Regions from separate parts of the Mus musculus genome. Here region 2 is linked to region 1. A link is a contact called in public Micro-C data. All regions are on one chromosome and are shown on one strand. The core of a region is the stretch at or near the end of the contact, and the rest is flanking DNA. Distances in the headings are between cores, read along the strand shown. Region 1 overlaps Dad1 (defender against cell death 1). Region 2 has its middle 27 kb from the start of Oxa1l.

Region 1 (4,824 bases), core at 1,519-4,018:
GGTGTGTAAGGGTCACATGTTTTAGTATCAGAATCCACCCTGCTCTTAGCAGCAACCTGGCCCCACTGCAGGCATTGCTCACCTTACCCAAAGTAACTTATGAGAAGTGAGAACTAAATTACCTCTTCACAGACCTGACTCTTTCTGAGGTTTCTGAGAAGTTTTATCCACGCTCTTTAGTCTGTCCTCAAACTGGACATTAGTGCTTTGAGGAATGTGAGGGCCAGGAAGGTGAGTGGCTGGTGGAGAGTTAGGATTGGTAAGTCAAGAGCTGGCTGCCAGTCTCCAGCACCTCAACGGCCTTTTTTTCCTTTTCTTTTTGTGAGCTTGGAATTTCTGTGTGAGCATAGTCCTTCTAGAGGCTACTCTCATACAACGCTTGTGAAACATTGGCCATGTTCTGGTTATTGTAGCCTGGGATGTAACACTGAGATGCACTTAGGAGTGCGGCAGCTGTCATGTGGGTTGAGAGTTTAGATGGAAGGATTTGGGACATGACACACCTTTGTGCTTCTTTCAGGCTCACTCTTTGACGTCCCCTGGATCAGCATTCTTGAGCTGGCAGCTTGTTGCACATGGCTTCTTCAGATTCGTGCTTGACTACGAGTCTCACTGGTTGTGAGGTGGCACGTCCAGAGAACTCCCTTCGCTCTATCGGACCAACTCCACAGTGTACGGCTGTTAACACAGAATCTGCCTCCCCTCACTGTAGCCCTTACTTTCCATATTAAAAACATTTCAGCCTCCAAGTGCCATTCGTTCCTTCATGTTTGTGTGTCCGTTTCCCTCCGCTCAGTGCGCTCTCATGACTTGCTCCCAGCTGTGACTCTTCACCTGTGACCCTTCACCTTTGTTTTCATTAAGTAGTTGTCATTGCTGACAACCTGGAAAATGGCAGTCCTTTGTCCTTTGCTCGGTCAGGCAATCCTTTATTAATCCTTCATTGTCTGGAACGGCACCAGTGAACACTTGTCAGAAACTGACCTGTGTGTTCTTCCTGTTATGTCCGTTTCCATAAGCTTCTGGGAGAGTGAAATACATGTGTGTCTCTTGGGCAGTATAGAACAAGTGCAAAGTGTGTGTGTGTGTGCGTGTGTGTGCGTGTGTGTGTGTGTGTGTGTGGTGAGAGAGAGGTGTGACTGTGACTGCAGGCAGGTGTGTCTGTGTATTGCATTCTGTGTGACTCTGTGTGTACGAGAGGTTGTCTGTGCTGCCTGTGGCATGTGACTGGCGTGTGTGCGCGTGCACGGGTGTTGATTTCTCTCACATTGTTTCCCAAAGCTCCCTCACAAGCCTTGGTCTCACGTCACAGTTGTCTTCAGAGGGTCCAGTTCTCCTGAAGTAGGTCAGGAAATGAAGCTCAGATTTGTGCTTAAGACCATAGGTCTTCACAGGAGATCACTTTAAAGACAAAGCCGGAGTAGAGTAGCGTCTGCTGGCTGAAGTCTAGGCATCCTGTATCCAGTGAGCTCTGTGTCTCTCAGGAGCAGTAAGTTTGCCATATATGGGGAACAGCCCTGTCGTGTTCCCCTGAAGCTGATTACCAAATGACCCGTGCTCCAGAAGCCCTCCCATAGGACTGCACGCTGCCATAGGCTGAGGAACTCACGCTTCTGTTGCCCGGGTCACACTGGATCAAATCAGTCTCGGGTGTAGCTGACTACCCCTATCCTGGATGATTGAGGCTTGCCATTCAGTGGGTAGTCGGCCATTAGTGGTACTGGCCACTGTTGGAGCTGTTGGAAAAGGAGACTCCCAGGCCTTACCCCCAAGCGACAGAAGCAAAGCTTTGCATTTTAACACGGTGCCAGGTGGTGGTGTGCACCCGGAAGTCTGAGATGCCCGCATTTCCAGCTCTGGGTGTATCCTGCAACTACCCGGAAGCTTAACAGAGCTTGAGCCTCTCCATTCTTTATTAGCTCTTTGCTTAGCTAGACATACTCCAGAGTGAGTTAACAAGCCTTTTAGGAATGGTTGGGTTCAATATAATGACAAAACCTGGCAGGGGTCCTGTGGGCCAAGGCCTAGCACTGAGGAGAAGTTCACTAGGATGGCTGAGCGATCAGTGTGCTCGACACTCGTGCAGACATCCTGCAGCTTTCCCCGGAGAAGTGGATGAGGTTTACTTTGGATTCAATAAGCAGATATTTCAGATATGAAAAGCAATCGGACTTTAAGAGCAAAGGAAGACGTCACAACAGTACGCGTGAAGATTTACATTTCTCGCAGTGGCTTAGAGCCACCTGGGCCGGGTACTAGTTTCCAGGCGCAGATCTGCTTTTGTCTCGGGGTTGTGATTTTCCCCTTGGACTAGCCTTGGCGGCAGGCGTAGCTTGTTGTGAGTTTGTACCGTTTACAACAGTACAAACTACTTTCAGGGGTCTTGAGTTCAAATTTGAAAATGCACCATAGGCTTGCTGTAGACTTTAGTTAGCTTGCTCTGTGGCTCTCAGTTCCATACGCACAGAGAGGCTAACCGTGGGTTATTCCTCAACTAGGGAAGGGCCTTCCACAAGGCTCCCCGGGCGGAGGGGTTGGTTTTGCTGACTCAGGTACTGTATGGGCTGAGGGATGGATGTCCTGCTGTTTCCTGCAGCTTCCAGCTCACACCTCCTCTGTGTGTGTGTGTGGGGGGGGGGGTTATTTTTATTTCCTGTGTTCAATCTGTGGGGCTGCAAGCCATTTACCACAACTACTGTACATTGTTCCTTGCTCGGCAGTGGTGGGAAACAGCCCTTTGCACCCTCTGCCTACACACTTCCTGTCACCACGGCATGCAAATGTTCCTCCTGCTTCCTCTCCCGGCAGCCTGCACCTCTGCTCTTTGATCACGTCTGTGATCTTGGCCCACAAAGCGCTCTTGTTATGATTGTTGGAACATACTTGGGGGAAGTGACAGAGATTTGTTCCCTTCTTTGGGAAAGTCAGCAAGCCAGCCAGCATCAGCTAGTTTCCAGCACCTGGAAGCTACTAGCTCAGTTGTAGTTCTGGTGGGTTGTGGACTGGAAGTCTAGGCTAGTGTTTGGGTGCCTCATGACTTAAGATTTATCTTAGGGTTTTCATTGCTGTGATAAAACGCCATGGGGTGGGGTGGGGGGTGGAAGCCCCATGGGAGGAAAGGGTTTGTTTCAGTTTACAGCTGAAATCCATCAGTCGGGGAATCGGGGAAGTCGGGGCAGGAATGCAAGGCAGGAGCTGATGCTCAAACCAGGGGTGAAAGCTGCCTGCTGCCTTACAATACCTTGCTCAGCCTGCTTTCTTATAGCAGGGCCAGCTTGCTCAGGGTGGCACCACCTACAATGGGTTGGGCTTTCCCTCATCAGTTACTAAGAAAATGCCCCCACAGGCTTGCCCATCAATCTGAGGGGGACTTTTTTCAATTGACATCCCTTTTCCCAAATGATTCCAGACTGTCAAACTGACATGAGAACTAGCCAGTATAAGACGATAGCTAATTAAAAAAAAAAAAAATTTTTTTTTCCCCTGGGTATGTGTGGTCCTTTACCTTGAATAAGAACTTTAGTGAGAAAGAAAAAAATGAGAATTTCTGTCAGACTAGACAGAAATATTTTACTTACTTAATTTTGAATTTATAAGTCTGAGCACACATTTTTTTTTTTCCTAATGTGGGCAGCCCGGTATTGTGGAATGTGCTTTGCATGATGTAAAGTGTTGAATTGAGACTGTGTTCCGCTACATATTGTCTTTTGAACCTTAGAGGACCCTCTGTCTGTACAATTCTGTAAATAATTAATTAGGCGCCTGGGCTGTGCCCAGTAGGCATGGGCTATAAAGATAAGAAGCAGCCTCGCTGTCTAGGGGGTGAGTAAACCCACTTATGCCCTGTGTGTCTCGCACAGTATCAAGTGCCTGTTCCCGTCTGCTGTTGAAGTTCTATGATCCCGTGAGGTTCTCTAATCTCACAGGGATGTAGTCTCCTTTCTCCAAGTGGGGAGGTGGAGCGTTGGGTTGCCAGTGTTAGGATGTGAATCTTCTTTCTGACTCAAAGCATTTATTTGCTTTGGATGAGCTAATGACTAATGAGTCTGGGAGCGGTGATGCTTCACGCATCAGCTACAGATTCACTGGCCCTCATGGAAGGCAGCAGAACTGGCATCTCTCACATGATGCTTCCTCCCTCAGCACCATATCCAGCCGGACGGGGTCTTGCCACGGACCTCGCTGGCCAGTGGGAGGAGAGAGGTCTCACTAGGGACCCATTCTTGCTGCTCTCACAGGGATGGACCACTTTGCTTTAAAAAATTAAATATTGCCGGGCGTGGTGGCGCACGCCTTTATTCCCAGCACTCGGGAGGCAGAGGCAGGCGGATTTCTGAGTTCGAGGCCAGCCTGGTCTACAGAGTGAGTTTCAGGACAGCCAGGGCTACACAGAGAAACCCTGCCTGGAAAAAAAAAAAAGAAAGAAAAAAAATTATGTCATTTCCCCCTTCCCTCCTTCTCCCTCTCATCTACTTCCCTCCTCCCAATACTTTCTCAAATTCATGGCCTCTGGCCTTTTTAATTGTGATAGGTGTGTGTATGTTTATGCACACACACACACACACACACACACACACACACACACACACTTATGATTTCAGAGCTGACCATCTGGTGTTGGATAGCTGGTTGGGGGGCTTCTCCCTGGGGAAGAATGTTTCCCACTGTCAGTGTTGCTTGGCTGCTGCGCTCCTTGTTTAGGGTTGGAGAATCCCCCCTCACATTTCTAAGACGCAATCTCAGAGCACACTTCCTGTTTCTCTGGTTCTTACAGTCGTTGTGCCCCCAACCCCCTTCTAAGATGTTCCCTGCGCCTCGGGTGCA
Region 2 (4,824 bases), core at 1,575-4,074, 100 kb before region 1:
TGTCACTAGAAATAAATGTCTCCCAACCAGGCAGAAACTCTTGACAATTTATAAAGCTGGAAACAAGTGGCTGGGCAAACAATAGAAAGGCACTTCCTTTTCCTCCACCTGATGGCCTTGGTGACGTTAACATTATGAGACCAACAGCCTTTATCTTCCTCCTGGGCCTGGCACTTTCCACCTTATTTATTGGATGCCTTTCTCATCCCCCGGCTGCTGCTGTAATTCTGATAGCTCATATTATTTGTGCCCTGAGTCTAACTCCTGCTGGCTCTAGCTAGTCCTTAAATCCAGCTCACTTGAGCTTTTAGTAATTATCAGGCTCTGATTGTAGAGGAAGGAAGCAAAATGCCTGCAATACCAACGTTGGGCTACATTTCAATTTCTGCCCTGATTTTAATTATTTCTTCCTGTCTGATTGCTTCTGGCTTTGTTTCATTTTTGTAAAGTCTTTTTAATCTTTCTTTCTTTCTTTCTTTCTTTCTTTCTTTCTTTCTTTCTTTCTTTCTTTCTTTCTTTCTTTCTTTCTTTCTCTCTCTCTCTCTCTCTCTCTCTCTCTCTCTCTCTCTCTCTCTCTCTCTCTCTCTCTCTCTCTTTCTTTCTTTCTTGTCTTTTGACACAAGGTTTCTCTGTAGCCTGGGGTGTCCTGGGACTCACTCTGTAGATCAGGCTGGCCTCAAAACTTAGAAATCCATGCGCCTCTGCCCCCAGTGCTGGGATTAAAGGCATGACAGCACTACCCAGCTAGTTTTTAAAGTCTTAAGGCTTAAGTTTTAATTAATTAAGTCCTAAGTCTTAATTCACTTATTTGAGATCTCTCAAACTTTTGAGCTAGGCACTTAGTACCTGTTGTGTGACATTATCCCTGGGGAGATGTAAACAAGAGCTATTCACCCAACAGGAGCTCACAACAGACCAAAGTATGGGTACCATCAAAACCCAACTTAGTGAGCCAATGAGTTATATTGGAGTTACAGGAGCAGAAATGACTCAAAGACATCACCAAAGTCCTCCCCAGACTGCATGATGGGCCATAAAAGCTGGAGGCAACAAGAAGGTGGATCTCATTTTCTCAGTGTGCTAGCCTGTCTCATTTTTATCGGTGATTTGAGATTTCTGATACTCAGAGTTCGTATTCAAAGTGTGTGTTGATTCCTGCTCTTTTGCTGATTTTGTGGTGCTTTCTTAGACCACTTTGGGTGAAAAGCTTGCTATTGATTGTCTCCTGTAGGAGACAACTTTATCCTCCTTGGTCTAAGGGATCCCTTCCAGTGTCCTTTGCAGAGCTGGTGAAGTGTTCATAAATTCCTTAGTCTGTTTTCATTATGGAAAATGTGAATTTCTCCTTCTTCTCTCCTCCCTCCTGTTCTCCTTCTCTTCTCCCTTGTAAACAGCTGACATACACTTACAAGCTATTCTGGCTATAGGGCAGACAATGCCGGGCACAGGAAATGGAACCTGGATGGTGACTGGCTCCTGCCACAAGCCTGTGCTCTTGCTCCGGCTTCCCCACACCCCATCTCCTTCCAACTCAATCCCCTTCTTGCTCCATCTGAACCACTCCTCTCTGGCTTCCCCTATGATGTTGGAGTCAGTGTGGATACTTGGGCCGAGCAGAGTTGCCACTGCCCAGGTTTAAGGGGCAATCATGGTCTTGGTGCTTTCTTCTTATCTATAGGTTCTCTGTAAAGTCTGCATTGGAGCTGAAAAAAGAAGGATCATCTTGAAAGCCGCTCTCCACTGGAGAGCCTGCTTGCCAGTTCTCAGGGCAACTGCCCACCCCCAAGAAGTTATCCTATAGCCAGAATTGAAGGTGTCCCATCTGCCTCGAGGTTCTGCCACATGTTGCTCTGCCGATGACTCTACCTTTCCTGAATCCAAAGCCGCCTTCATTTCGTTTTCTGCCTTCTGTAACATCCACTTGAAGTGACCAGCTCCCCAAGAGTGCACTGTTCTTTGTTAGAGCCTCCTTCAAGGAACCCTTGCTTTCAAATTGGACAGAACAGAACCCTTCAAGTTTGTCTGTATCTTTGTGACTAGCTGCACACTCCATAGGCTGAGATCCTTAAAGATACCATAGGTGTTGTCCTGAATTATGTTAAAAGGAAGATTTCCTGTGTTCGCTGTATAGGGGGACTTTGTGGGCAGCTCCTTCTGGCTTTGGGACCCATGGCCACCAGCACAGTCATCATGCCCTCTGCCACCACTGAAACTGCTGTAGGCTGGACTGTTGGGATCTGGAAGGTAACCACGTATGCCATTTGCAGTCTCAGCTCAATTTTAACAGTTTTATTGGGTACAATGTTGGGAGCCATTTGGTGCTTCTCTTAAGCAGAGATGAGAGAGAGAGAGAGAGAGAGAGAGAGAGAGAGAGAGAGAGACTGCCAGCCAGGCAGAGTCAAGGCAGGTCAGGGTCTGTTGGCAGATTTCCCAGCCTGCTGAGGCAAGGCATGGGACGATAAGAGGAGTTGGACTTGAGGCTCAGGGCTCGTAGCTGAAGATTCTATTGACCTTGGTGGTAGGAACAGGGAGATTTTTTGTGTGAGAACAAATGTTTCGTGAATAATTCAGCAATTGTTTCTGTTAGCTTATGGCTTTGCTTCCCATGGTACTGAAGTATAAGAAGACTATGAGAGATACACTAGGGGCTGGTGTGGTGATGACCTGCAGCCTTCCCATACTGTCTTTTGCATCTTTTTTCTATCTGTCTTATAATAATCTTCACTTCCCCCTCCGAGGGGGGGGGTGACTTTATCCCCGCCAGACCTGTACAGTATAATAGTTAGAACTGGCAAAGAGTCAAAAGCTAAGAATGTCACCAGATAACGTCTGAGGCCTATATCAGAGGTTTCTCCAGTTGGCTGCACAATACCTACCCACTGTACCCACCAATGTATTTAAAGAGTTTTTCATCCCTTAACTATTAAAAACTTCATGAAATAGCTATCCCCTGGGATTGTGGAATTCAGGGTAACCACAATCTGCGACCCGGAGCACGGTCACTTATATTTGATTACAGAATGAATTACGTTTCTTCCCTTTTGAGAGAATGGTGCTTCTTGTATAGACGGGATTTTTTTTGGTTGAAGCTATATTTTCAAAAAAGTCACTAAGGAACCTAAATGAGGGCACAGGACAGTTCCAGGGAGATTACAATGGATAAGCTAAAACTGTAAGGTAGGACATATTTGCTAAGAACCAAGTTAATGTCTCAAGAGTCTTAGGAGATATCTGGGAAAGAAGTGGGGTCCTCCCTCAGGTCTTCAATCTTTGTATTATTCAACATAAACCTGAGAAGCAATAGTCTGCGTCCAGTCTTTACAGTGTATGTCAATTGCTGGAATTCTTGTTCCTCAGCTGGAGGGAGGTTTCAACCAACTCTGGGGGAATGGGCTTCTCTCCCTTTCCATGTTCCCATAATCCCCCTGCTCTTTCCACCCTGCCTCAGAAGCCTTCCCCTGCTCCTTCTGACAGTGCTCACTCAGGCTTCTCCTCTTGTGTGCCTGCTCAGGGATGGCAAGGTCTTGGCTCCTTCTTCAGTCTCCCTGCAGGCCTTCTTTCTCCGTGCTGTAGAAGGAACAAGGTTACATGGTGCTCTAGCTATGTGCATCCAAGAAAGGACCACAGATCATTAAAGCCCAAGATTTTCTCTTATTCAGTCAGAGAGGGGTATTCATTCCACTTGAATAGAGGCATGAAGCTCTTTTTTAGACCAGAGCTGGCTATTTTACAGAAAACAAAGGAGTTATACATTAGCATGGGGTAACTGGCTTTTTCTGGGAGGCTACCTAACAATGACTAGAGACAATGGTGTAATTATAAGCCACACTGTTAAGAGATGCCTAGCTCACACACAGTCTCTGAACAAAATTTCACTATGCTTTGGGAAAGAAATTTAAACTGGCTTGTGGGTCTAATGAGGGACCTGCTTTGTTCTTTCTCTCCCAGTGCTGTGGAAGTGCTTCCGCTTTACCCAGACTCTGGCCTTTGCCAACGCTGTTCCCACAGCCAGGGGCACTTCCCTCCTTTCTTTTGCTTATCTTCTCTGTCTTTGCCTTCATTGCCTACTTCATTCCTCCTGGCTGAACTTCAATTTCTTTTCATCTCCAGGCTGTCCTGGGATCTACTGATGGTGAACTTGCTGCGGCATCCCACCACGCTGCTCCCACTGTGAGCCACTTGCATGTGTGTGAGATCTTGCCTTTGTAGAAATGAGCTAGTTGAGCATTCAAATTATGCTTGTGTTCTGCCTCCTAACATAGGCCATAGCAACATGGTCTTCTTAAACTAATGAGTTATCGAATGTGTGGGTGAAAAACAGCTCTCACCTCAACGTGGCTAAGAAATACTTCATTACAGAGCCAAATACGTTCTGGAGACAGAGCTTTAGATCACTGGAAATTCTATATTTCAACATAGAAGCACTTTCTTGACGTTTTTGCAGGAACTGAGCAAAAGAAAAGTTATGAATCTCTGGGCAGTGGTGGCACATGCCTTTAATCCCAGCACTAAAGAGGCAGAGGCAGGTGGATCTCTGTGTAGACCAAGGCCAGCCTGGTTTACAGAACAGGTTCCAGGACAGCCAGGGAAACACAGAGAAACCCAGTCTTGAAAAACAAAAACAAGCAAAACCAAATTATGAATCAAGATACTTTTCAAACACATTGATGGGCATGTCAGGTAGACAGGTTAGAGCTGTAGAGGGAGAACTGTTAAATGACTTAGACACTGTTTGAGAGTCTGAACCCTTTTTGGTGGAATTGGTTTGTTAAAAAATTCTAAGCGTGCATTTATTTATTTATTTATTTATTTATTTATTTGTTT

Evidence for each region. A called contact is a pair of places that touch in the nucleus more often than the background predicts.
Region 2: a Micro-C map of the G1E-ER4 cell line shows a contact between it and region 1, with 5 times the contacts expected there. The contact joins two enhancer-like sites. A contact is called at or near these places in 8 of 15 datasets of contacts at CTCF or cohesin (CD8 T cells, the G1E-ER4 cell line, embryonic stem cells and 4 more), 108 of 484 Hi-C or Micro-C datasets (the 63-12 cell line, 8-cell embryo, B cells and 55 more), 34 of 115 datasets of contacts at active chromatin or transcription factors (CD4 single positive thymocytes, CD8 T cells, DN3 thymocytes and 17 more) and 1 of 9 other capture datasets (embryonic stem cells).

Annotation. Positions count from the first base shown.
Region 1 is chr14:54,231,410-54,236,233 of GRCm38.p6, reverse strand. Dad1 (defender against cell death 1) reads left to right here. Exons shown (of 3, transcript NM_001113358.1): 3 at 521-749. Among named protein-coding and RNA genes, the nearest start is that of Dad1, 20 kb to the left of the region's middle. Within about 2 kb of position 2,768, at least 138 of the 459 cell types and tissues checked have an H3K27ac peak or open chromatin away from gene starts, as enhancers often do. A contact at or near this core is called in the G1E-ER4 cell line, where this site is marked.
Region 2 is chr14:54,331,616-54,336,439 of GRCm38.p6, reverse strand. It overlaps the pseudogene Gm3945. Among named protein-coding and RNA genes, the nearest start is that of Oxa1l, 27 kb to the left of the region's middle. Within about 2 kb of position 2,824, at least 49 of the 459 cell types and tissues checked have an H3K27ac peak or open chromatin away from gene starts, as enhancers often do. A contact at or near this core is called in the G1E-ER4 cell line, where this site is marked.